Linked DNA regions of Mus musculus: regions 2, 3, 4, 5 and 6 are each linked to region 1. A link is a contact called in public Hi-C, promoter capture Hi-C and targeted proximity ligation data. All regions are on one chromosome and are shown on one strand. The core of a region is the stretch at or near the end of the contact, and the rest is flanking DNA. Distances in the headings are between cores, read along the strand shown. Region 1 holds the start of Cyp26a1 (cytochrome P450, family 26, subfamily a, polypeptide 1). Region 2 overlaps Myof (myoferlin). Region 3 overlaps Myof (myoferlin). Region 4 has its middle 110 kb from the start of Gm52397. Region 5 has its middle 22 kb from the start of Gm41842. Region 6 holds the start of Exoc6 (exocyst complex component 6).

Region 1 (4,228 bases), core at 578-3,077:
CCACCCTTTAATACGGTTCCTCGTGTTGTGGTGACCCCCAACGATAAAATTATCTTTGTTGCTACTTCATAACGGTAATTTTGCTACTGTTATGTTTCTTGATGTAAATATCGGATATGCAGATGCTCTTAGGCGACCCTTCTGAAAGGGTTGTTTGGCTCCGTGAAGGGGTCACGACCCACAGGTTGAAAAGCTCTAGACCTAGCATCGCCGCCCACTTGGAAGTAGCTGGGGCCTTGACAGGGCTTTGGAGACCCCCAGAAAGTGTGTCTGGAAAGTCAGAGGCACTCCCCGGCCCTTGGCACCTTTTGAAATTGCTTCTCACCTGCATATCCAGCCTCTCTCCCCTCTCCCACGAGTGCTCAATCAGGAGCTGCAGCGCGTCCTTGCAACCCCCATCCGGCTCTGTAGCCTGAAGCCGGCGGATCTTGGCGCGAATGTTCTCCTCGATGCGCGCGTGTATAAGGTTCCGCGCCTTCACGCCCTGAGCGCGGAGAGAGCGTGGCGGTGAGCGGATGCCCGAGCTTGCGTTCCCCTACTCCGACTCCGCAAACCGCCCTTACCCGGTACAGGCCGCTAAAGGGCACGTCAATGGGAAGAGAGAAGAGATTGCGGGTCATCTCCTCGAAAGCCTCCACGAGCTGCTGCTCGTCCTCCCCGCCGCCCGCTGGACCCGGCTCGCAGCCCAGCAGGATGCGCATGGCGATGCGGAACATGAGGCGCTTCACCTCGGGGTAGACCAGGAGGCCGCGCTCGCCGCAGCTTAGCCACTGCTCCAGACAACTGCTGACTTCCTCAGCGATCACGGGCACGTAGCACTGGAGTGCCTCGCGGCTGAAGGCCTGCATAATCACCTGAGCACCCCCCAGGAGCAGAGAGTGTTACAATCCTCTACTTTCCCTCAGCCCCCCCCCCTTCGCCTTTCCGAGTACCCTTTCAAGAATTTCAGTCCCCCCAGGACTAACCCACGTGCTAGCAGAAAAGCTAAAGTGGATCTCAGATAGAGAGGGTCCTGGTCCCCACCACATAGGACTAGCCCTCGCCCCGCATCTATTTGCCTGAACCAAGCCATAGGATGAGGTCTCCCTGCCAGCCAAGGAGTTGCCAGCTCACCCTCACCTTCTTTCGCTGCTTGTGCGAGGAATCGTGCAGGTTGGAGAGGCAGCCAGCGCCCAGGATGGTGCGCACCGACGCGGGCCAGTGCACCGACACCAACCGGTGCTCTCCCAGCAAGATGCGCCGCACATTATCCGCGCCCATCACCCGCACCGTGGGCCGCCCAAACAGATGCGTCTTGTAGATGAAGCCGTATTTCCTGCGCTTCATCTGCAGAAACTTCCTCCGCTGAGAGGGAGGTGGAGGAGAGAGACCCGCAACCCGCATGAGGGGGCGCCGGGGAGCATCTGGTCTCCGTCTAGCCCCTCTTCCAAGCCGTGGTCGCCTCCCTCGCGAGGACACTTATCCCACCTTCAGCCCAGGCCCAGAGCTGAGGCGGACTCCGGGGGAAGCGTCAGGTCCCTTCCCGAGCTCCCTTACCTGAAGCACCATCTGCAATGTTTCCCCAAAGAATGGGAAGCCCATGGTACCGGGGGGCAAGGGGAGGGCGCAGCTGCGATCGCGGCTGCTCACACAGTACAGGTCCCAGAGCTTGAGCGCCGCCAGGAAGAGCAGCAGCGGCAGCACGAAGGTGCAGAGCGCACTGGCCAGCAGCGCCGGGAGCCCCATGGCACGCTTCAGCCTCCCGCGCCACCTGCCGCCGCCGCCCTAGCTCCGAACCCCGCCGCGCGCCCTCTTTATAAGGCCGCCCAGGTTACTGCCCACGTTACCTTGGTCAGACAAATTAGTTCACCCAAAGTTCATCTTTAATTGCGGATCGGGCCCCTGGCTCCTCCCCCCTCGAGGCGCTGCCCAAAAAAATCTTTAACCGTTTGTTCCGCGCCGAGGCAGAGGCGGCGCACTGGCGGCTTCCCTCTGAGCGCGCCTCCTGGGGGTGCGGGACTAGGAACACCTCTTTCCTTGTCCTAGGTGTGCAGAGCTCCGAGTTACCACGGTGCGGCTTCGGGCGGGGGAGGGGGCGGGGGGAGTGGGTTGTGGATCGGGGTTCCAAGAAGTGGGAATTTGGAGTCCTGGGTTTCCTAGCTGTCTCTCTGCTGTCCCTCGAGCCGGGTCGAACCAGCTGCCCGAGCCCGAAGCCTTCCCAGCTCACCATTCACAGGCGCCTCGTGGGCTCTTTTCCATTGGCTTGGAAAGCGCGTTCAAGAATCATCGTTCAATGGACTTGACCCACCGGTTGAGTAAATGAGATTCCAAACGCTTCCTGATCTGGGAGGATCCCAAGAAGATCCCAGGGCGAGGGTCCTAGCCGGTCTCGGAGGTCAAGTATGACTGGCGGATCGTGGACGCTAGCTTTCCAGGGCCCCACAGGCGAGCCAGCGCATGAAGACTTGGAAAATCCTGCTTTCGAGTTCAAAGCAAGTAAGCCTCCAGGTCTCTGGGACCCCCAGGTGCAGCCTTGCACATGCCTGACTCCCTTCTCTAAGCCCTGGTGGGGTACTAAGGAGACCAGAGGCTCCAAAGTCAACCTCCACTGTAGTAATACCGCCAAGCCGGCCCAATTCCTATAGCCCTGGGGCTTGCAACCTCAGCCAAGCGGCCGGGAAGAGGGCCCCCAGTCCAGGCAGATATGGGGAGGAATACAGGGAGGAAACCCCCCTTTCCACCTTGGCTCGCCTGTATCTTGGGTGAGTCACCAGGCTGTCTGTTTCTCTTAGGACAAAGTTGATCGTTTCCACTTCGTCTACACCACAAGGCAGCTGTGAGTTCGCTAATAGAGTGGTCTGGTTTCAGGGTTCTAGAACCTTCCCTCTACTCTCCCAGATCCCATCCACTGTAAAGCCACGGAGCCTGGTAAGAGGGTTGTTTGGACCTATGCTTCTGGCACAGGCCATTGGGAACGTTATGGGAATCCACTGGGGGTTGACTGTGAAACTTCAATCGTCAGCTCCTTCAGTCAATAACTAACGGGCACAGGGGAACTGCGTGGTGCGTGTGCGCGCGCGCGCGCGCGCGCACACACACACACACACACACACACACAAGGCTTCTCATGTCCTCCCGCCACAAAGCTTTGGCCAGTCAGCACCACACATTGCCTTGATTTGGGCACTGAATGCACCAGTGGCGCGGAAAACTAACAGAATGACGTGTGTTTGTTTAGAACTGAACATGGGCTCTAGCGAAAACACACCCGCAGCCCTTGGGAAGAGTCCATTGGGGATGAAAAACTTGCTTTTTGAAAGCTGTTCAATATGTGGTCTCCTGCGGTGGTTCCTAAACGTCTCCCTGGAGTTGGGGGTGTCATAAAATGACCTCAAAGGTCCTGCGGGCAGCACAAACTTAGCAACTCTCTAAGCCGGGATGCCCATGGGTTGTATTTCGGGGACTCAGTGGTTCCCTATAACTATCTCTAACCAGCTTTTCAGAGGCTCTGGGGAGGCGGGCGCTGCCACTGTCATATCTTGTAATGATTTGGTTACTGTAAAGAATGAGAACCGATTTCTGGCACCGGCAGGAACGCAAACGAATTGTGCTGGGGGTAATTCTCAGAAACTTCGGTCCGCCCCTTTCTGGAGAGCGCCTCCGGCCCGGTGTGCAAACCCGGCCAGGCCAGCGGGGGCGTGACCTGGGGCCCATTCCCAATCCTTTAGCCTGACCCGCCTGTGACCCCTGCAGGCCGGACCGTGACATCTCAGTGAACTCTGCCGGGCCACCCCACCAAGTTCAGCCTGCTCCTGTTTACAACATGAGCCCGGCTAGCTAGCACTCTGGAAATGGCCACAAGGAAAAAAAAACAATACTTAAAAAATAAATACGAAATCTAACTGGCTATCAAGATCCGCGGGCCGCCTGGTAGAAAAACATTAAATGTTAGAGTGTAAGATCATTTTAAATCTCCAAGGGCAAGGGCGAGGGAGGTCCATAAACTACCAGCCCAATAAGAACTTGATCTAGGAACTTCACCAAAGTTTATTGGGTGGTGGTCGGTGGGGAAGGAAGGTTGGCTCGTTGGGAACCAAATCGTTGGCCGGTTTTCCTATTACTAAGGGACCAGAGCTGTGGGGGTCGGGTTTCTCGTGCTGGTTGTCTCTGCTGTTTTGTTTTTGCTAGTGGACATGGATCGCAGCAAACAGGTGGCCCGCGTGAGCTCCTGGGCTTTCTTTCTCTTCAG
Region 2 (4,228 bases), core at 997-3,496, 240 kb before region 1:
TTGACCCATGTATCTGCAACACGAGTCACCTCTAAAGAGCTGAGAAAAATCCTATTAACAGTATCCTGTTTCTCATCACCTTCCCTTCAGGAGTCTACATCTACCACCTGCGCTGCTACATTTATCAAGCCAGGAACCTCATGGCTTTGGACAAAGACAGCTTTTCAGGTGAAGGGAAAATCCCTACTACCCTCTTACATGGCAGGCTAGCTTGGGTCGATCGAGCATCAAGTGGGTTTTGTATCTTGTTTTGTTTTCAATTCTTACAATAAAACCCTTTCCATGTAGAGACTCTACTGGTATGCTTGAAGAGAACCACACAGTCATTACTTGATGAATTCCCAACTGCTTTAAGAACTGTTGCTGGGTGCTAGAGGTGCCCAGAATACACGAGGCCCTTAAACACTAATCATCACAGGTTGAGCAATAAAGTGCCCTGAAGAACAACTTCTGACCTCTCTTTGTGTGTGCATGGCTTCCAAGCTTCCCTGGTTCTTCTATGGAAACAGCTCTTAAAACACTTGTCTGATAATATCATGCACTGTGTCAATTCTTATTCATATCCCAAGCACTCCTTTTACACAGTATTAGTGAATTATTTCCTTTCCTAATAATATTAGACCAGATTATCTAGATCTGGTCTAAAAGTTTGATCAAGATTATCCTACTCTGTAGAACAAAACTTCAAAATGTTTTTTTTTTAGGACATTTTCAAATAGTATCCACCAGGGGACACTGTCTCACTATAGATCCAATCAGAATTCTTAGAAAAATCTTCACTGATGTTTGTATCCCAGTTGGATACAAGATTTATCAGTGGGGCAAAAGAAAACTTTTAGTCCTGTTGCAAGCTGTAAATTCTGAGAACAACTAAACCTTTCCTAGTTACTGCTATATTCTTGAAACCCAGCAAATACAACAAATACAAATACAAATACAAATACAAATACAAATACAAAACTTTCTGTATAGATAACAGTAGAAACAAAAGCATAAAATAAACTTATATTTGTCAGTTTATCAAAAACATAGAAACAAAAATATAAAAATAACCGGTATTTACCAATGAAATGGATAATAGGCTCTGTTCTAGGCAGTTCACATGTTCATGTCATCCCATTTTCTACTCAATAGGAAAACAGAAATTACTTTTGTGGCAAAGAGGGAGGAACGGAGGCTTAGAAAGGTTAAACCTTTTTCTTTCAAGGTCACGGGGGCACAGCAGGCCAGATGTGTCTGGTTGCGAAGCTTGTATTCTAGATGATGTATGTGAAAGACTGTGTGCCCAATGAACCTTGCTGAGGATAAGTGCACTCCAGAGAAGCAATCCTTTGCACATGTCAGGGCCTTCGGTTAGGCACTTCTCACCATGATACTGTCCTCTGTGGTGCCCCGCTTTCAGAACTCCTTGTCTTCAAAGGGGTGGTGAAAACATATGACCACTATGTCCAGATGAAAAGTCTTTGGTTGAAACGCACTGTCATAGGAGCTCGACTTCTCCGAGACTCTACTGTTAATATCTTTTTCTGTGCATAGATCCATACGCCCATGTCTCCTTCCTCCATCGAAGCAAAACCACTGAGATCATCCACTCCACCCTGAATCCCACCTGGGACCAAACCATTATATTCGATGAGGTTGAAATCTTTGGGGAACCCCAAACAGTTCTACAGAACCCACCCAACGTTACCATAGAACTTTTTGACAATGACCAAGTGGTAGGTAACAGGACAGTTTATGATGACTTGGGGGCATGACAGTCGTCTGCAGGGCTATTTGACCAGGAGTTTCAGTGTGGGTTTCCTTCTCTAGGGCAAAGATGAATTTTTAGGTCGAAGCATTTGCTCTCCCTTGGTGAAACTGAACTCAGAAACGGACATCACACCTAAGCTTCTCTGGCATCCTGTTATGAATGGAGACAAGGCCTGTGGGGATGTCCTCGTAACAGCAGAGTTGATTCTGAGGAACAAGGTATCGCTTTGTTCTTGCTCATGGATTCCACGAGCTGCTTAGAGCACCTCAGTCATTCCAGGTACTCTCTGCTTTAATGAAAGGGAAGTGTTGACAGCCTGCGTTTGTTCCACAGGATGGCTCCAACCTTCCCATCCTCCCCTCTCAAAGAGCACCAAACTTATACATGGTCCCTCAGGGGATCAGGCCTGTGGTTCAGCTCACTGCCATTGAGGTATGTATTCTCTCTGAGTTTTACTTGACCAAGCCAAAGGGTGTGTCAAGGACCATTAGTGTAGGGCATGCATTGTGCTGCATGCTTTCTTGCTGTCTCTAACTTCCTATAAAATCGGCTCACACCCTCCCCCAATGGAAATAAATAGTCATAGAAAGTAGACATCTTAACAAAGCAATAAGAAGCAGATCTCAGGGATTTCTTTCTTTTGGGGGGAATTCACCAGAGAAAGAGAAGATAACCCAAGAGAAAGTGCCATGTGAACAAGGAGAAGGTCTGCAAAGGAGGCAGGAGGTCGGGGGTGGGGGTGGGGGTGGGGGAAGCAGCCCACAGTGGCGACCAGGGAGATAATTAGGGCAGACCCAGGCTGGTGGAGATAACCTCTTAGCTAGATAGACGGGGTCCTGATAAGGGAAGCATTGTTAGCGCCTCTGTTTTGCTGTGCGTTCGAAAACAGACACAGGGAGCTTCAAACAGCTGCTACCAGTTTGGAATGCTTGCAGGTCATTTACCATGCAAGAGGTTTAGACTTGATCTTCCAGATTGCCCCCACTCCCCACCCCCAGTGGATCACATGAGTCCTGTTTGCAGGTGAGATCTAGAGATGCTGACTGACTCGGCAGCACTTACAGCAGTTCTGACAAAAGGGAAGGGCCAAAACCACTTTCTCTGCATTTCCACAGGCACCTGAAGAGAATATGCACTGGTATTTTAGACGAATGTGCATCGCTCCATCTTAAAGACTGTACTGTGTTCTGTGATTGAGATTGGATTTTTCCATATATGTGTGTGCACGTGTGTATGTGTGTGTGTGCGTGCATGTGACTCTCTGTGTGTATGTGTGTGCTCACATATGTGTGTGAGTGCATCTGTGTGTGTGTAATATGTCAGGTTTACTTCCCTTCTCTTTAACTTGTTTCCCCAGATCCTAGCTTGGGGCTTAAGAAATATGAAAAACTACCAGATGGCTTCTGTCACATCACCCAGCCTGGTGGTGGAATGCGGAGGAGAGAGAGTAGAATCGGTGGTGATCAAAAGCCTTAAGAAGACACCCAACTTCCCAAGTTCTGTTCTCTTCATGAAAGTGGTACAGTATCTAGACTCTGCACGAGCCCACGCAAGTGGGAAAACCCAGCCTTATAGTAAATGTGCCGGAGACTTCTCCCTCCTTAGGTCATCTGTAGTTAGTTACTGAAAGCTCCAAATGGCCCCTCTATGAGCAGAGCTTGTTTCTCCAGAAAGTGTTTGGTCTCTGTTATAGGCTCTTAGTGAACCCCTCAAGGCCAGATTGTTAACTAGTGCGAATGCACGTGGACCAGAACTTTCCACTAGGATCTGGATGTCTAGGAAGGAACAGCTGTGGAGGACTTCCGTGTGGGTGATGTGGCATGGCCCTAATAGTCTGTGTCTGAGTCCATACTATGGAACCTTCTTTGATCCTTTGAAGTTTATTGTCAGAATTGTGAGGTGTCAGATGGGACTCACACACCTCCACCTGTTATAACTAGAGCTTGTGAAAACCACCCAACTTGTCCATTTTGAAAGAAATTCAATTCTTAACTTTCTTGCTTATCCCTGGTTGTCCTGGAACTCATTCTGTAGACCAGGCTGGCCTTAAATTCAGAGATCTGCTTGCCTCTGCCTAGTGAGTGCTAGGATTAACGGCATGTACCCCCACCACCCAGCAAACCTTAATTCTTATAAATAAAAAAATTCATCTTTGCATTGATATGTAAAAGATTACAATAAGGACATATAAAGATGGAAGACTAGAATTTTCCATTTCCTTTCCACAGCTCATTTTCCTTCATATCCCCAACACACTACTCTTGAACATCGGGGCCACATGGTTTAACCTCTCATTTTGCATCTGAGGCAGTTGAGGCCTAGAGAGGAGAAATGGCTTCCCTGGCCTCAGAGCAAGTGTGTACCCTTCTGTGCTTGGGACCATGGTCTAGTTTCATCTGCAACTCCAGCCCAGTGCTACAACTCCTTCCTTCATGTTTGAGGCAATGAAGAGGTTAAGTAATTTGTACAGGAGGA
Region 3 (4,228 bases), core at 539-3,038, 200 kb before region 1:
GTCTCTCACTAATGGCTCTGCTATCTCTGCACTGGAGAGCCCATGCCCTGGTATTATGTGGTGCTGGAGATCTGAACCCAGGTCCTTGTGCTTGTACAATGAGCACCTTACCCACAAAGCCATCCCCCCAGACTTCTGCTTTCACCCTTCTTGTCCCAAACCACCTCGTACTCAGACGCTGGCGATCCCCACAGCCTCAACAAACCCCAAAGAGTTATTACTTTTGCCTCCCTGGGCACTTTTGACCACATTTTTGATTTCAGACCTGTATCTCACAACACACACACAGATACCTTAAGAATCCAAATTGAAATTTTAGCTGTGTGCATAGACTCTGTACTTTTTTTTTAAGGATTTAATTTATTTTATGTCTGTGAGTACCCTGTAGCTGTCTTCAGACATATCAGAATAGGACATCGGATCCCGTTACAGTTGGTTGTGAGCCACCATGTGGTTGCTGGGATTTGAACTCAGGACCTCTGGAAGAGCAGTCAGTGCTCTTAACCGCTGAGCCATCTCTCCAGTCCCGGTTCTGTGCTTTTATTCCCCTATTCAGGGAACTCATGGGGCATCTAGTTAAATACAAAGATGAGAAGAAACAACCCAAGAGAAGGCAGCATGCATACATACAGGCACTGTGGGCAGGAAGGTCTTAGAGAGCTAGGAACGGTTGACTGCAGTAGCCCATTGCTAAGGACATTTTCACTGAGGAAACACCTACGTGCAGTTTAGTCACCGGAGAAGTGATGGGCCAAGCAGGGGAAGCCCTGAGCAGCGGCAAAGTTCATGACCCTGGATGCAGCAGCAGCATGCATGCCAAAGACTTCCCCCCACTCCACCCACCAAACTCACTTCCACTACCCTATTGACTCTATACATTCTGAGTTTGGAGGCATGGTCATACAGCCATCTATACACATGTCTTCTATTTTCTCCTGTGTGACATTTTCACAATTGACAATTCACAATTTCTACTTTTATTGACTATTTTTTTTAAAAAAGATCCATATAGTTGTTTCTTCATGACTCAGATCCCACCCATATGAAGCGCTGTCTCTCATTTGAGAACATGATGTCAGCCAAGGATGTTTATCAGTGTTCAGAGACACCGGAGCTCTATGGGCGCCCAGAAGGAATGGCCAGGAATGGCTTTGACTGTCCAGTGGCTCACAGGACTGCCCAGCCGAGCTAAATGGCACCATGGCCATCTGAGAAGCCATATCCATGGACTGACACCGTTTCTGTTTCCCTTTCAGAACTATTTATCAATGAAGATTGTGAGGCCGAATGCATAGTGAAAGCAGCGCCTTCAATCACGCAAGCAATGAAGAACTCCTGCCTCACACACTGATGTGTGATTTCAAGTTCAAGACGATCTCAGGAGACTTCACCAAGGCACATAAATTCCTAGAGGGGCTGAATCCCAGAAAGTCAGACAACAGGCAACATTTTTTATCATGTTATCTTTAAGTATTAAAACATTTATTTTCTAAACTTTAAGCCTATTTTCCGAGTATTTCTAAGGTGGCTGGTTCCATTTATAAATCTTCTTTTGAATGTGCTCTGCATTCTATGACTCGTTTGGGCAGTTAGTGAAATGAATTTGAAATGTCTTGTATCTTAACGTCATATATCCTATTTGTAATCAAGAGGAAAGACTACATTAAGAAGATAGGGTGCATAGTTAGAGCAGTTCTTATTGGTGCCCACAACCATTGTTGTGGTATTTTGTATGGACAAATGTCATGAGACTCTTTGCAACTTGAGTGTAAATAAAATTATCTCACTTGTACACATGGATGTTTGTCCTCTATTCTGAGTAAGTTGGGAGGGAGGCAGGTTCAGTTTCTCTGGTCCTAGTAGGCAGAATGCTACAGCATTCCAGTTGACCACAAGCCCTTTACAACCATAAGCCCTTTATGAGTGTGCTGCCAACATGATCCCGTGGGTCCAGTAATAAAGCTAACACTTATGAATAGTGTTGTAACAACCTTTTACATCTTCATGTGTCTTACTCAGTGAATCTGCAATATATCCCATAACTTTAGGCCCACAGTGCTATTAGTCCTATTTTATAGAAGAAGAAATTGATGGTCAAAAGAGTTAAGTAGCTTTTCCAAGGCCACACAACCAATAAATGATAGAGTCAGGATTTATACCCAGGAATTACAGATCTGCCACCCCGATGTGATGCTTCACCGGTACTAGGCAAGTACTCTACCAACTGAGGCACATTCCCCAGCCTCTTTTAAGGTCTCTTATACTGCAGAGCTATGATGGTACACGCCTTTAATCCCAGCACTTGGGAGGCAGAGGCAGGTGGATTTCTGAGTTCGAGGCCAGCCTGGTCTACAAAGTGAGTTCCAGGACAGCCAGGGCTACACAGAGAAACCCTGTCTCGAAAAACAAGAACAAAAACAAAACAAAACAACAACAACAAAAAAAAAAGCAGTGGATGATAAAGATTTTGTATAGACTTAAGGGATTAAAAATTATCTTTTCTCAGGGTACATAGACACATAAAATAAGGATTTGAATGTGTAGGATACATAATGAAATGCATCACAATGGTACTAGCCCAAAGAGTTTGTGCAAAGTTTATATTTGTACAACCGGGAGTATAGTTTATGAGGGTGGATGGGCGTTTGAGTTTCTTGAATCTCCTCCTACAGAGCCTGAGCTGAATTTGAACACTGCTATTATATGTTACCCTTGGTAGCTGTGAGCTATGGCTCATCTTCACTGCTGACTGGAGGTTCCTTGAGGGATGAGGAACCACCTATAAGACCTGCCTGCACTCCAGGGTGCTATGGAGCAGCAGGCTTGGATTTGAATCCTAGACCAGGCCTTATAAAGATTTACAGCTCTCTTGGGAGAAATAGTGCCTCCTCTAAACAGAGGTGAGAGCACTGCATGTCCAGAAGGTTCTCAGTGCAGGTAGTTTTAGTAATGCAGTCGACGGATTAAAGCTGGACACTGTCATTCCAAATATGGACCTAAGAATGGGTTCTCCTCCGTCTAACCGCACAGAGCTTTACACAGGACATAGACTCATTAAGTAGGAGGAACACATGAGGTGTGAGGATGCATCTGCCTTCCCAAGCCACAGCTGCAAGACAGGGGAAATTTCAAACTCAATGGGTAGAAAGAGACTTCAGCAGTAACAGGGACACTTACATCACTCATGGAACAGAGCCACATGTCCTGTTTTCTGCCTCTGGCTGTGACAGTAGACCCCTATGTGGAGCTCACTGGTGTTATCAACATTTAATTAAGAGCAGTCTACTACCCACAGGAGGGCTTTAGGTATACTTTGCCTTCCAACCTTCCAAGTCATACAGAATTCACATCCAGACAATCTCTTCCTGAGACCATGACATTGTCTTGCTTAGATCTAGATGCAGCTCCATGGCATCCATCTAATTTCAAGACAGGTTTTTTGTTTTGTTTTGTTTTGTTTTGTTTTGTTTTGTTTTGTTTTGTTTTTTGCTGATATATTCTTAGAGGAAAGAAAAGTCAATTCTCAAAAGAGTCTTATTGCTCCTGAAGTGGAATGTTATTGAAGATTTTTCACAATTAGTATAGTACTGGCATGGGCCAGTCAGAAAGGAAGTCTTTATACATCATGATGAATACAGGGTATTAACATTCTAGAGCAGCCAGCAACAAGAACTCATACTACCATATTCTCCACGATTCCTCACTGGGAATCGTGGAGACTCCTTGCCAACTAGACAAGGGAATGGCCGACAAGAGAATCTCTTCTTTGTCCTCACCACATCTCTTTGGAGTCACTAGCATCCTCCATTGGAGTAAATGACAGCAGGGCTCTGCTGGAATGAAATGATTCATGGGGAAGCCTTCTGGATAGAAGACCTCTTCTTTCTCCCCCTTAGAAAAAGACTTCACCTTGTCAAAAGATAATGGCCCCTCAACTGAGGGTGCTAGTGGCCTGGTGACTTATAAATGGTCACTAAAGGGGAACTAATCTCTATCCAGTCAGATTGTCCCTTCACTGTGAATTAAATAACACTCCGTCCTAACTGACTGAAGCAAGTGTCACCATTAAGGCTGGAGCCTTCATTTGCAAAATGAATCTCAGCGCAGTAGGGAGAAGGAAGTGGAGATCCTGACAGGCTAACTCTTGGTTTGGTTTTATCTTTCACTTTTTTATTTTAAGGTTAGAAAATAAAATATGTCACCTTTAGACCTTCCTGTTGGTTAAAGA
Region 4 (4,228 bases), core at 859-3,358, 180 kb before region 1:
TAGCCTCAAATTCACTGTATAGCCCAAGTTTAGCCTCAGGTTTCAGGCAATCCTACTGCCTTAGCCTGCTGAGTCCTAGGGTTAAAAGTATACTTTAAGTCCTGACTTCCCAGAAATCTAGTGGCCTTCTCTTCCTAGTTACCTAAACAAGGTAGAAGAAATGGCCTCCAGAGGGACCAAGGAGAATGGGAAAGGCCGGCCTTGCTGGGTTTCCCCTTCCATGTGCTCTGTTCCCTTACATCATGTCCTTCCTCCCTCTCTTCCTCCTCCCTCCCCATCCCTTCCTTCTTTCTCCCCTTCCTTCCCTCCTCCCCTCTCTTGGACAAGGTCTTCCTATTATAGCCCAGGCTAGCAAAAATTCACCTCCTGACTTCCCTTGAGTGCTAAGATTACACACCCACAGATCTGCTCAGCAGGTCATATATACTTTGCCCAACCACATGTCAATATGGCTGCCCATTCTTCATCAAATTCAAGCACAAAAAGAGAGTTTTCCCTAATCTCTGGCTCTTCACAGCCAAAGCTCTGGTGTCTTATGAGTTTTACCCAGTCTGGGTTGTTTTTTTTTTTTTTTTTTTCATCCCTGTTGATCTGTCCTTGGACTGGGGCCCTAATGATGGCTGTGAAACCTCCACACAGTAGGTTGTTGTGAGCTCTGAAGACACCATGTGCACAGCACCATTGTCTTTTCTCTCCAATCCTGAATTTCTCTTGACACACAAGCAAGCCTCTTTGTTGTACAGACCCTTATGTACCCCCAGAAAATGTAGGAGCTTTCTGTGCACACAGTAGGTATGAAATAAGTGTTGCAGGACTGCTTTGTAACTTTCAGTCATTTCCTGTAGTTTAATTTCAGAAAACCACAAATGTTTTTTTTTCCACCCTGGACTTGGCTGCCTAACGGTTTCAATCCTTTGAAAAGGAAAATGACTCCCTTATTTTTTACTTAGTCTCTGCAGAGTGAGGGTCCTTTGATGTTCCAAAGGCCTTTCAAGAAGGCCTCCTTAGAAATAGGAGCTTGGCTTTTGCCACGGGGAAGTGAACTTGAACCCCAAAGGTTGTGCTGGGACCCCAGAGTCCCAGGCAGGCACTCACTCACGAACTCCAAGCCTGACCCCCAACTCGGGGCTCCAAGAAAATACCATTTGCAAGCTCTTCAGTCTTCTCAAAGCTGTCATTTTGGTCAGCCCCACCGGGCATTTTGACAAATGCCTTTGCTAATTACTTAATTATTTTGGCCTGTACAAGTGTGGGAGCTGTTTGCTTAAAGAAAAGAGGGCTTAGCTAGTCCATTCTTATCCGAGCAAGGCTCAAGAGTAGCCAACCTCAATCCTATTAAAGTGTTTGGGTAACTAAGCACTCCCACCAGTCAAATTAACTCAAATGCATTATGATGCAAGTCGCCAAAGCCAGCTTGGGCCAGCCCTTGCTTTCTTTTGCCTTTGGTCTGTTTCTTCTGGTTAAAGCTTCTTTTGCATGGGAAAGAGCTCAGTGCTTATCTGCTTGGCTTTCAATTAGAGAAACAATTAGACTAAACCGTAAATGTGTCTCTGCTGGAATTAGCCGGGAGTGTGAGCCTGTCACCCAGCCATCAACACGGTGGGGTGCAATGGTGGCCCGCAGGAAAGCATGGAAGAGATTCCACTCTGGGTAGGAGGTTGAACTGGTGACCTGGCCAGCTGGCCAGCCAACATTCTTAATTTCTCTGAGAAATACTCTCTCTCTCTCTCTCTCTCTCTCTCTCTCTCTCTCTCTCTCTCTCTCAAGGCATCTTCTCCCATGTCTACTAAAGAGCAGCATCGCATTGAATTCAGTCTGTGTCTTCTCCCTGAAAAAAACATAAACCTCGAAGATTCTTTTATTTGGGACTTTTGAATAAAAAACAAACAAACAAACAAAAATCTCAAACCAGCAACCCTCAAACACAAATTGCACTTGGAGGTCCAAGTGATCTTAAGCCATTCATTCATCTTGCTAAACTGCCCATGGGCCCACCCAGAGGCAGGCTTGGTACCTGCCGGACAGTGGATGCAGAAGCTGTTGACCATCCGGCTGGGGTGCCCCTTAGGGAGAGTTTGGGCACAGTCCCTGAAAGTGACTCACAGAGGGCTCCAATTAAGGTTGACCTAGGTATTTGTTTGCACAGCTGGGAGCAGAGACACTGAGCTGACCCAGGGTCTTTCTCATGAAAATGCAATGAGGGCAAAGCTATCCCTGAAAAGTCCCCACAGAGGGACCACCTCAGAGCTCCTGGCTAGGTAGCTTCAGGGGAAGATGAAGAGGATCCCTCGGGGATAAGCTCATATGTGTGCACATTTGTGTGTGTGTGCTTGAGAGCGTGCACGTGCAGGTATCCACAGAGGCAGTTGTGAGCCACCTGACTGGGAGGCTGAGAACCAAACTCTGGTCCTCTAAAAGAACAGCACCTGATTTTAACCTCTGAGCCCAGCTCCCTTCCTTACAAGTGAGGGTACCCAAGCCCTGGAGAAGGTGACCTGTTGTTTAAAGTCATCCCAGTCAGCAAATAAGAGAAGTATGTCTGAACGGGAGGCCCATCTCAGACAGGGCCCTCAAGTGCTGTGCAAGAGTCTGTCTGTGGCTCAGATCTCTGGCACTGCACAACAGACACAGAAGTAAAACACAAGTTTGTATTTCATTTGTTGAAGGCGCTGAAAAGATAAAGGGTCCCAGGGATGTCTCTCCTAAGGGGTGTGTAGGAGCTGGGGACAGGGGTGGGTAGACTTTACAGGTCCAATGAGCTATATAAAAAGAAAAGAGAGGGGGTTGGGAAAAAGCAGCCCCTTTTCCAGTCACACTCCCTGAATCAACCTGCAACTCATCTCTCTTCCAGTTAAATATCAAGAGAGCCGAGGTCTTGATAAATGGATGTTAAACTTAACTGGGAAAATGAATATGTCTGAAATGGTTAGAAAAAGTTCAGAGACGGTGAGTGTTCAGTCTTCCTACTAAATGTTAAAATAGTACATGGAACAGGAAGTGTAGATGCAGTTGGGCATCACCGTGCCCTCTGGAGACCGAAGTAGGGAGGGGGAGAGTTCCAAGCCCATTTAAGCTACATAGCAAGACCCTACCTGGAGAGCAGAGAAGAGAGAGGGCAGTGTCCTAAAATAGAGGGAGCCAGAGGAGAGTAAACATATCTAGAACTTTTACTTGTGATGAAAGGGCCATATAGTGAAGATATCTAGTGAGAAATTATTTGACACTCATTGACTATCTCAGGGAACAAAATGAAAATTACACTTTTCAGTCTTCAACATCAAGAAAGCTTCGGGGGGTGGTTAAAATTTAAATCTTAAAAATGAAAAGAAAATGTGCCAATGAAAATAAGTCAAATCGATCAATTCAGTGTAGAGAGGAGGTGTCTACACCTACCACAAGAAAACTAACTCAAAATAATTCACGCACCTTCTTTCTTTTTTCTTTCTTCCTTTCTTCCTTTCTTCCTTTCATTCATTCATCCATTCATTCATTCATTCATTCAGACTCACTATGTAGCCCAGGCTGGCCTAGAACTCACTCAAAGTTCTCTTGCCTCAGCTACCATTTCCCAGCAAATTGACGGGTTTCACACACACACAAACACACACAGACACACACAAACACACACAGACACACACAGACACATACAGACACAAGTGTGATGTCTATATGGTAACAATGTATGCAATTAACAAAATGACATAAATAAAACTGGGGAACCTGTTTATAAACTGCGGCTGGTGAGAAGATTATTGTTTTTCATGAGCAATAAGATGTTCAACCAGGCAATCCCAGCACTTGGGAGGCTGGGGGAACGGGAGGCTCAGTTGGCATCTTCAGAGAAAAGGGCTTCCTGGTTTAACAAAGAACTCACACCAATCAGCAAGACCTACACATACAGCTCTACAGAAGAACAGCAAAAATTGGAGTGAGTGATCAGGCTGTTCACAAAACATACAAACCAGCGTACAGGGCAGAATTTCCAATGGTGCCACTCCAGCACGCATTAGGCAGTGTCCCCTGTGACTGATGTTTGTGTGTGTGTGTGGGGGGGATTGTTAACTGTGCTTTTGTTTGGGGTGCTCATTGCTGGTTTTGCTCTCCCTGAACCAGCTCTTCTCCGAGTTCCGAGCATTTCCTGAGAAAGAGAAGCCTGCCTAGAAATCCACAGCGAGGCCTAAAGGAAGTGGGCAGATGCACAACCCGGAGATTCCTGGTCCAGCCCATG
Region 5 (4,228 bases), core at 947-3,446, 170 kb after region 1:
CCTGGCAGCGAGCAGGCTTGCCTGGGGAGACGTCACCCTGGCCTTAGTTGTTGAGACTGAACCTGGAGCTCATTGATTCATTTAGACTGGTTGACCAATGACATCCAGGCGTCCTCCTGTCTCCATACACACATCCCCAGTGCTCGGATGTTAGGTGCACATCTCTGAGCCTGACTTTTCCGTGGGTGCAGGGGATCCGAAATCAGGTTCTACTTGCATCTCACTTTGCCAACTGACCCATCACTCAATCCCAGAGAGCATTTCCGTTTTGTTCCGGTGAGTAGCATTATTCCTTTGTTTTTCTGAAATGAGTACCGTGGATGCTTCTTTAAAGCCCTAGGCCCGAGTTTTTAAAAAATCAGTGACCCATAAAACATGAAGGAAGTATAAAATCCAGACGCAATTACTTCCTACGTTAAGTTCTTTAGTTTTCAAACATAATCATTCATCTTTAAAAAATAAAACTACTTACGTAAGACTTTAGAGTTATAATGGCATATTCCTGTATTCTCAGTATTTCAAGGGCCAAGGCAGGAGGATAACAAGTTCAAAACTAGCCTGGAATATACATTAAGACTTTGTCACAAAATAACTATATGTGGGCTGGTGAGATGGCTCAGTGGGTAAGAGCACCCGACTGCTCTTCCGAAGGTCCGGAGTTCAATTCCCAGCAACCACATGGTGGCTCACAACCATCCGTAACGAGATCTGACTCCCTCTTCTAGAATGTCTGAAGACAGCTACAGTGTACTTACATATAATCAATAAAATAAATCTTTAAAAAAAAAATAACTATATGTATATATGTGTATATGTGTGTGTGTGTGTACATAATATATATACACATCATATATACATATATATAAAATATATACACACACATTTTTGTATATATGTGTATATATACACACATTTTTGTGTATATATATATATATATATATATATATATATATATATATATATAAAACAATTGAAACCTCTACTGTGCTCCAAGTCCTTGAGAAACCCTGACTACACCAGTAGACAAAGATCTCCTTTGTTTCAGCTTGAGCTAGAGGAATGGGGTCCAGTTGCAGTCAATATCAGTGATGCACACACACACACACACACACACACACACACACACACACACACACTAGCTAGAAGGATCCATCTATAAACCCCAGAAGCAGAATTTGAACACAGATCTGCCCATAACTACTGTATTCTGCTTCTCTCCTCTCTTCTTGAAGCCCTCTCCATGCACTGAACACCCACTTGCTAACAGTAATGTCCCCAGCAAGGAGGTCCTCACCTGACTCTCCCTCTCCAAGTCGGTCTCCGCCAAGCTCTGGTTTCCAGCTCTCCCCTGAGTGTCTGCAGGTATTGGTGGATGCAGTTTCTGTTATTCAGAGCAGGCTTCGAAATGTCTACTTTAGTCAATGAATTTCTGTGTGTTCAAGGCTCATCACGCACAGCCCTGACCTCTCCTCAAAGCCATTACAGGTCCCAAATTGTACAGAGAATATTTAGACAAGACTCAGAGGCTGTATCTGGAATACTAAACTAAGAATTTCCTTCCTTCTCTTCTCTTCTCTTCTCTTCTCTTCTCTTCTCTTCTCTTCTCTTCTCTTCTCTTCCCTCTCTCTCTCTCTCTCTTTTCCTTTAGTACAGGGTTTCTCTCTCTCTTTTCCTTTAGTACAGGATCTCTCTCTCTCTCTCTCTCTCTCTCTCTCTCTCTCTCTCTCTCTCTCTTTTCCTTTAGTACAGGGTTTCTCTGTGTAGCGTTGGCTGTCCTGGAACTCATTCTGTAGACCAGGCTGGCCTCGAACTCACAGAGTGCTGGGATTAAGAGTGTGTGCCCTCATGCCCGGCTAAATTTTTTTCATCTCTAGGTGTTTTCACCTTTGTTCTCAGAGCATTTAGAACAGGACTTCACACATGGAAGTCTTTGTGAATGTTTGTTGATATCCTCAATTAATAAAATAAAATCAGTTCAAATGGTGAGTTATCTCTTCCTGCACCATGCTGTTGTCTTTTGGTTGGTTTGTTGACAGAATAACTTATTTAGCTGATTTTATTTTTTTGATAGCTCTCACAATACTTCAAGCTGGTTTTGAATATGATCTTTTTGCTTCAGCCCTATGCATGCTGGGATTGCAGACATGCCTGACCACAATAGGTTTCACTACCCTTTATCTCTTCAAGTTTCCCATTACCCGCTATCATTTTCTCCAGATCTGCAACTGCTCAGAAATGTTGATTCTGCGGACAGCCTATCCTACAGAACTTGTGGGAGTCAGTTTGGTTTGCAGTCCCTGACAGAGTCTGGCCCCTCCCAAGGACAACAATTGGAGAGTAAAACTTAAGAGAATGACTGTTGAGATCCTTTCTGCCTCAAACACACCCCGAAAGAAAGAAAAGTTTCCATTTATTCGGGGCTCTCCAGGGCTGAGGTTCAATAGGTGATCTGTATGTTTCCTTTTCGCTTCTAAACACATGTGTTCTTTTGTTTCTCAGGAAGCAATCATCGTGTAGCCATGGAAATCAATGAGTACGGAGGAAACGTTGCAGGGAAAAATGAAGCCAACGAGCTCAACTCCACAGAAGTTGGTCACATCCTAAAACAATCAGTGTGTGGGCATACAGGGGCTCGCTGAGGAAGTGCGGTATTTTGACAGTAACCTTTGCAGAAAGTGAGCACGTTTCAAAACGCTCAAGTGTTTGTAGAATGTCAGCCAAGCCTGCTGCTCGCTCCTTAGTCTTTCCTCTCAGCAGCCCTGACACCCACCCTCCATGAAATTCCCATTCTATCAAGAAACGTTGGGTTTAAATGGCTTTCCAAAACCAATGTGACACTCTAGTGGATGGCCCCACACCCAGAAGGATAAATTAATAGCACATGATTGAGTTGATGGATTATTAAATTATCAAATAAATAAATATACACACATCTACAAGGACACATATCGAGATGGGAGATTTTGAAGGAGTTAGTAAGAAGCCGAGTGAATATGATCAATATACATTGTAAGAAGCTCTCAAATAGTTAATAAAAACGCATATATTATTTAAGCTAGTGTGAGTGGCAGCATTTGAAGCAACATGATCTTTCCACCAATCAGAAGTCATCTTAAAGGTGAGCCGTGTCCACATGCCCTGACCTGAATTTCACAGAACAAAGATCTTGGAACTATCTCTCCACACCTATAACTAGTCTCTCTTTATAACTAGGCTTACAGTTAATAAATAGCCTTGGAGGTGGAAGTGAAATTTAAGGTTTAAGACTGTGTTTCAGGAGGCAGAGGCAGGAGGATTTCTGAGTTTGAGGCCAGCTTGGTCTACAAAGTGAGTTCCAGGAACAGCCAGGGCTATACAGAGAAACTCTGTATCAAAAAAAAAAAAAAAAAAAAAAAAAGACTGTGTTTCAGGGCTGAGAAATGGCTCATCAGCTAAGAGCATCTACCGCTTGTGTAGAGAGAGAACCCTTAAATTCAATCCTGCAGCTCAGAGTAGCCTCTTATTTCCAGCTCCAGGGGATCCAGTGTCCTCTTCTGGCTTCTGGGAGCACCTGCACTCATGTGCACAACCCTCCACACAAACACTCATGCATACAAACAATTTAAAAAAAAAATAAGTCTAAAAGTCCAAATATAGGTCAATATCACGTTGGCCAAATTCTGATTCCTCAGAAAACCTTCTGGTTCTTTTGCTCTCGCAGTAGAGTAGTAATGGCCTTTGTAGAGATCTGAAGTTTGTGTTGCACAGAAATGTGTCTGGTGGTGATGGTGATGATCATGGTGGTGGTGATGGTGATGATGATGGTGGTGATGATGGTGATGATGATGATGATGGTGATGATGTCATCTCAGTAAATGAAACTGAGCATAGTAACAATGTTTTCATCCTCAGAACCTGGGTGTAATGAACTTTCTCTTTAGTGAACACCTATACGTTTAGTCTCATTACTTTTATACCAAATTTTCTATTCAGTACAAATTATATTGTTAATTGAAAACTCACAAACACTTCTAGATGTGACTAATGCAGGCTAGGTCTTGTCTGCCCCCCCCCCCAAGTCACTAGACAACCAGGCTACGCCTATCCTTCTACTTCCTATCCTAAGGGTGGGTTCAAATCTCAGGTTACCTCAAGATGAAAAACTCCACTGCAGTGGCTGTCTTACAAGAGCAGTTTCTGTAGATGAGGGGAGTTAAAGGAGACAAAATAAGGAGGGAGAGAGAGAGAG
Region 6 (4,228 bases), core at 714-3,213, 150 kb after region 1:
AAACTTGACCAGAATGGTAGCAATCTCAACAAGCTGTGGCAGAGGCAGGTAGATCTTGGTGAGTTCAAAGCCAGCCTCATCTACATGGTGTGTTCCAGGACAGCCAAGGCAATATAGTGAAATAGTCTCAAAATACGTTAAACTGCTGACCTCTATTATAAGCCACTCCTACTGGGTGATGGCCAGTCCTGATGTGTATCATTCCTAGGGTCCAACAAAGGGACTTGATTTCCAGCCTCCTGAAAACCAGGGGTAACATACCAATGAGGATTCATTTTCTAGTCCACACTGGCTGGGTAGCTACCAAAGACAAAAGTGCATTTCCTGACCCCTGGCAAATGAACTGCTTCATGAACACATTAAGGAATGGCTGTCCTATGAGACTGGAGAGGTCCTTCAGTGGAATCTAGATGTCACAAAGTTTTCTTTGAGTCTGACTCCTATTTTAAACTACTGTATATGTAAAATTCATGTAAGAAAATTAACAATAAGGAGCTGGGCATTGGTGATGCACACCTTTAATCCCAGCACATGGGAGGCAGAGGCAGGTAAACCTCTGAATTTGAGGACAGCCTGGTCTACAAAGTGAGTTCCAGAATAGCCAGGGCTACACAGAGAAACCCTGTCTAGCAAACAAAAACAAAGGAAAGAAAAAGAAAATTAAAAGATACTAATGAGGCCTTTGCATATCATAGCAGGAACTTTCTGTAATAAAAAAACATAACCTGCCTATTAAGTGCTTGGAGGTAGAGAATAAATGGGCAAGATCTCTCATGTTCTAAACAACTTCCCACCCCCACCCCCACCCCAACCCCACCCCGTTCTACAAATACAAAAACAAGGCCAAGGGGGTTAAATGATTTTTTCAGTCATCAGTGACAGGTTTATGAGAAAGAAACAAGAAACACACCACATGATCTGGCTCCCTGGGGCAAAGTGAATTTACAAGTTGAACTGACTTCATTTTATCTACATTTACAGTGAGAAAACAGAATTCCATTTCCAGGAAGTGTGTCCTGAAGAAAGACTACTGACAAAGCACAATCCGTCTCAAATTCCCTTAATGAACCACAAGTTCATTCATCCTAATTGCAAAAGATGAAATTGTAATCCTTGAAGTGTCTAACCTAGTGTTAATGGCTAATAGCTCTGTACCAGTACCAGTCTATGGGGGCAGAAAGTATTCCGTCCGGTATGGACTATTCATTAACTGGTACTATTCCTAAAGAGAGTGGGTTTGGATCCATTTAAAATACGCTGAAATTTTAATACAAAATCAACATAACGTTTGTCAATAAGTAAAAGCTTCCTGTCCCAAGAGCATCGTCACCCCTGCGTGAACTCGAGCTGTCAGCCCACGCTCGCGTCTCGCCCGGGGAGAAGGGTGCTGCAGCGTGGGAGAAAGGTGCTGGCGTCTCCCGCTCAATTTCAATTCTCCCACGCCCAGAGCAGTCAGTGCGCTGGGGTTTCCATCAGCGCGCAACTTGGCACCGGGATCAGTCACGCCGGCCACCTGCAGGTGACCTTCGTCCCCAGCACAGAGCAGACAGCCTCCGCCTAGGGGTCAGGGCCTTGGGGCATCAAGGCCCTAGGCTGGGGCGGCTCTCCGGGTCAGAGACACCCTGGCAGCCACACCCACAGGCGGCGCGGTGACAGGTGCCCGGGCCCTCCGGGTCCCGCAGCCCACGAGCGCCCGCCCCCGCGCGCACCACCTGTCGGGCCGACGCGCGCGCACCCGGCAGCGGACGCCCCGCCCGGCTCCTAAGGAGTCCCTGGTCAGGGCAGCCCGAAAGCCGGGGCATGTGAGAACTTTACCGGAGGGTGGGCCCTACGCAGGCGGTGTCGGTGCTTTCGATCTCCTGCAAGATCCGCTCGTGCTCCGGGACCGTGCCCAGAGCCTCGCAGCTCTCCGCCATCTTGGCTGGAAGCGGAGGCGCCGGCCGGGCGCGGCGGCGCGCGGACCACAGGAGCGAGCGGCAGGTGGCGCAAGCGCGGCGCGGCGCTGCGGGGCGGGGAGGGGCGGGGCCTGGAGGGGTGGGGCGCAGTGGGTGGGGCCCGCCCGGGTGGAGCCCGCCCCTGGGGAGGTAAGGATGACCTGGAGAGGGTGGGGATCGGGGCGGGGGGGGGGGGTGGCCGGGAGGGGAGGGGAACCACCACCTCCATCTTTCCTCGCGACCTGCCCTTAGTTATCTAGAGATGTTTTAGTGCAGTGTGTGCTGTTGTGCACTGCAGGTACCCTAGCAATAACGGAGGTGACCCTCGGTCACACGCCCTCAGTAATAGTGATAGAAGCTACTGAGCACCTGATGGGCTTTAAATAGTGGGGAGTCAGAGAAAAGCAAATGCTTTCCCGAAAATCAAAACTGAGTGTGTCGTTGAGATTTATTTTAAGAACAAACAAAAATTCTATACCTCGACTGCTCTGAAAAAATCGTGTCCCCTGCCGGATGCAAGTTCACCGAGGTTAGTCATATTGGACATAAACTATCAAAATGAGGGAAAATGAGAACAAGACTAAGGCGCTTGCTGGCAACGTAGAAAAGAGGCCCAGGGCAATGTTGGATTTCATGCTGAAGCTCTTGAATCCAAGCGCTCCCAGGGAGTGGTAGCTGGGCTGGGGTGGGAATAGACTTCTAGGGGGAAAGAATGAGCAATAAAGTGGTAGAAGGAAATGGCAGGTGGCTTGAGCAAAGGGACACATGTAGAAAAAGAGGCTTGCTTAACAACCTGTATCTAGGACACCGTGTAAACCAGCTTGTCATGATCAAAGCACTGATGGAAGATTAGTCAGAAAAGAGTTCAAACCTAGCCAGAGGGACAACTAATTTTCTGCTCTCCCTAAGTTCAGGAGCTCTGAGCTTCCCTGTGAGTCAGGCAGGCTTTGCACGAGCCAGCTGTCAGACTCACTCTCTTCCCTGGGCCTCTACTACCAGCTTTTTCCCTCTTCTTCCTCCTTTTCCTCCTTCTCCTTTTCTCCCTCTTCCTCCTCCTCTTCCTCCCCATAAGAAATCCTGGGAGATGATATTGAGAAACAATTAAGAACATGTCCTCTGAAGACAACTGTCCCAAACCCCACTCAGTCATGTGACACTAGGCAAAACTTAATACTTTTCTATCTCAGTGTCCCCAGCCGCAGCTGCTAATAACTGTGGTATCTACCTTGTACTACATCCTATATTATATTAACTTCCATTATTTCTGTAACAAATGCCAGAGCATAAAATGACTCAAGTGTAATCTGTTAGAATGCTCACTGGGCTATAGTCAACATGGCGACACAACTGCATTTTTTTCCAGACTCTAGGAAAGAATTTGTTCCTTTTCTTTGCCAGATTCCAAATGCTATCATAGTCTTTGCCTATGACTTTCTCACTGTGTGGCTCTGGTAGCCTTGAACTCACTACATAGACCAGGCTGGCCTTGAACTCACAGATGTCTGACTGCCTCTGCCTCCCAAGTGCTGGGATTAAAGGTATGAACCATCATATCCGGCCCCCTTTTAATAAAAGTTTTTGGGGCTGGAAAGATGGCTCAGTGGTTAAGAGCACTGACTGCTCTGCGGAAGGTCTTGAGTTCAAATCCCAGCAACATATGGTGGCTCACAACCACCTGTAATGAGATCTGATGCCCTCTTCTGGTATGTCTGAAGACAGCTACATTGTCGGGGCTGGAGCGAGTAGAGGTCCTGAGTTCAATTCCCAGCAACCACATGATGGCTCACAGCCATCTGCACAGCTACTGTGTACACATATACATAAAATAAATTTACTTTATGTGTACTAGTGTTTTGCCTATATATGTGTGTGTGTATACACACACACACACACACACACACACACACAACAAACAGAGTTCAGTAAGGCTAGAAGAGGGTGTCCGCAACTGGAATTACAGACAGTTTTTACCCATCATGTAAGTGCTAGGAATCAAAGCCAGGTCTTCTGCTAAAGCAGCAGATGCTCCTAACAGCTAAGCCATCTCTCCCCAGCCAAGTTTTATTTACTTCGCACACCTGAGTCCCAGAAACTTCAGTGCCTGCTGGCTTGGAGAGCCAGAGAATCCACTACACCGGACTGCGCGTCCCACCAGGGATCAGTGCCACTACAAGTCAGAGTAAAGCCACGGAAGCCTCCTCCCTCTTCCACTGTCTCTTTGGTACAAGGGAATCCAGCCTTCTCTGGGAAATCCCACTTCCTTGTGCTTTCAGAATATGAATAACAACAGCAGC

The links. Promoter capture Hi-C pulls out the DNA fragments that hold promoters and counts their contacts. Hi-C and Micro-C count contacts between places; a contact is called where the count stands out from the background.
Region 2: a contact with region 1 is called in a targeted proximity ligation map of extraembryonic endoderm stem cells. A contact is called at or near these places in 30 of 39 promoter capture datasets (the 3T3-L1 cell line, 3T3-L1-derived adipocytes, the C10 cell line and 17 more), 156 of 484 Hi-C or Micro-C datasets (the 3T3-L1 cell line, 3T3-L1-derived adipocytes, the AML12 cell line and 71 more), 40 of 130 datasets of targeted methods (the 230-238 cell line, the NIH/3T3 cell line, acute myeloid leukemia and 23 more) and 5 of 9 other capture datasets (adipose tissue, embryonic stem cells, liver and 2 more).
Region 3: a contact with region 1 is called in a targeted proximity ligation map of extraembryonic endoderm stem cells. A contact is called at or near these places in 28 of 39 promoter capture datasets (the 3T3-L1 cell line, 3T3-L1-derived adipocytes, the C10 cell line and 18 more), 35 of 484 Hi-C or Micro-C datasets (the 3T3-L1 cell line, 3T3-L1-derived adipocytes, B cells and 21 more), 23 of 130 datasets of targeted methods (the NIH/3T3 cell line, acute myeloid leukemia, bone marrow-derived macrophages and 16 more) and 4 of 9 other capture datasets (adipose tissue, liver, macrophages and 1 more).
Region 4: a contact with region 1 is called in a promoter capture Hi-C map of second pharyngeal arch cranial neural crest. A contact is called at or near these places in 32 of 39 promoter capture datasets (the 3T3-L1 cell line, 3T3-L1-derived adipocytes, the C10 cell line and 19 more), 288 of 484 Hi-C or Micro-C datasets (the 3T3-L1 cell line, 3T3-L1-derived adipocytes, the 63-12 cell line and 137 more), 57 of 130 datasets of targeted methods (CD4 single positive thymocytes, the G1E-ER4 cell line, the HPC-7 cell line and 30 more) and 6 of 9 other capture datasets (adipose tissue, embryonic stem cells, embryonic tail and 3 more).
Region 5: a contact with region 1 is called in a Hi-C map of the G1E-ER4 cell line, with 4 times the contacts expected there. A contact is called at or near these places in 2 of 39 promoter capture datasets (hippocampal neurons and liver), 2 of 484 Hi-C or Micro-C datasets (the G1E-ER4 cell line and embryonic stem cells), 3 of 130 datasets of targeted methods (embryonic stem cells, extraembryonic endoderm stem cells and pancreatic cancer cells) and 1 of 9 other capture datasets (adipose tissue).
Region 6: a contact with region 1 is called in a targeted proximity ligation map of embryonic stem cells, with 31 read pairs. A contact is called at or near these places in 17 of 39 promoter capture datasets (the 3T3-L1 cell line, the C10 cell line, the HPC-7 cell line and 11 more), 41 of 484 Hi-C or Micro-C datasets (B cells, the Ba/F3 cell line, ECoMG myeloid progenitors and 18 more), 13 of 130 datasets of targeted methods (astrocytes, embryonic stem cells, extraembryonic endoderm stem cells and 4 more) and 1 of 9 other capture datasets (embryonic stem cells).

What each region holds. Positions count from the first base shown.
Region 1 is chr19:37,695,407-37,699,634 of GRCm38.p6, reverse strand. Cyp26a1 (cytochrome P450, family 26, subfamily a, polypeptide 1) reads right to left here and starts at 1,827. Exons shown (of 7, transcript NM_007811.2): 1 at 1,537-1,827; 2 at 1,120-1,344; 3 at 564-854; 4 at 326-484. The coding sequence starts at 1,725. It overlaps Gm32342 (a long non-coding RNA gene), which reads left to right and starts at 2,089. Exons shown (of 3, transcript XR_003952929.1): 1 at 2,089-2,475; 2 at 2,772-2,907.
Region 2 is chr19:37,933,804-37,938,031 of GRCm38.p6, reverse strand. It overlaps Myof (myoferlin), which reads left to right. Exons shown (of 54, transcript NM_001302140.1): 32 at 91-168; 33 at 1,537-1,718; 34 at 1,813-1,971; 35 at 2,087-2,185; 36 at 3,111-3,272. Among named protein-coding and RNA genes, the nearest start is that of Gm52397, 50 kb to the left of the region's middle.
Region 3 is chr19:37,896,796-37,901,023 of GRCm38.p6, reverse strand. It overlaps Myof (myoferlin), which reads left to right. Exons shown (of 54, transcript NM_001302140.1): 54 at 1,257-1,988. The coding sequence ends at 1,295. Among named protein-coding and RNA genes, the nearest start is that of Gm52397, 87 kb to the left of the region's middle.
Region 4 is chr19:37,878,886-37,883,113 of GRCm38.p6, reverse strand. No RefSeq gene overlaps it. Among named protein-coding and RNA genes, the nearest start is that of Gm52397, 110 kb to the left of the region's middle.
Region 5 is chr19:37,521,864-37,526,091 of GRCm38.p6, reverse strand. No RefSeq gene overlaps it. Among named protein-coding and RNA genes, the nearest start is that of Gm41842, 22 kb to the left of the region's middle.
Region 6 is chr19:37,548,153-37,552,380 of GRCm38.p6, reverse strand. It overlaps Exoc6 (exocyst complex component 6), which reads right to left and starts at 1,963. Exons shown (of 22, transcript NM_175353.2): 1 at 1,816-1,963. The coding sequence starts at 1,916.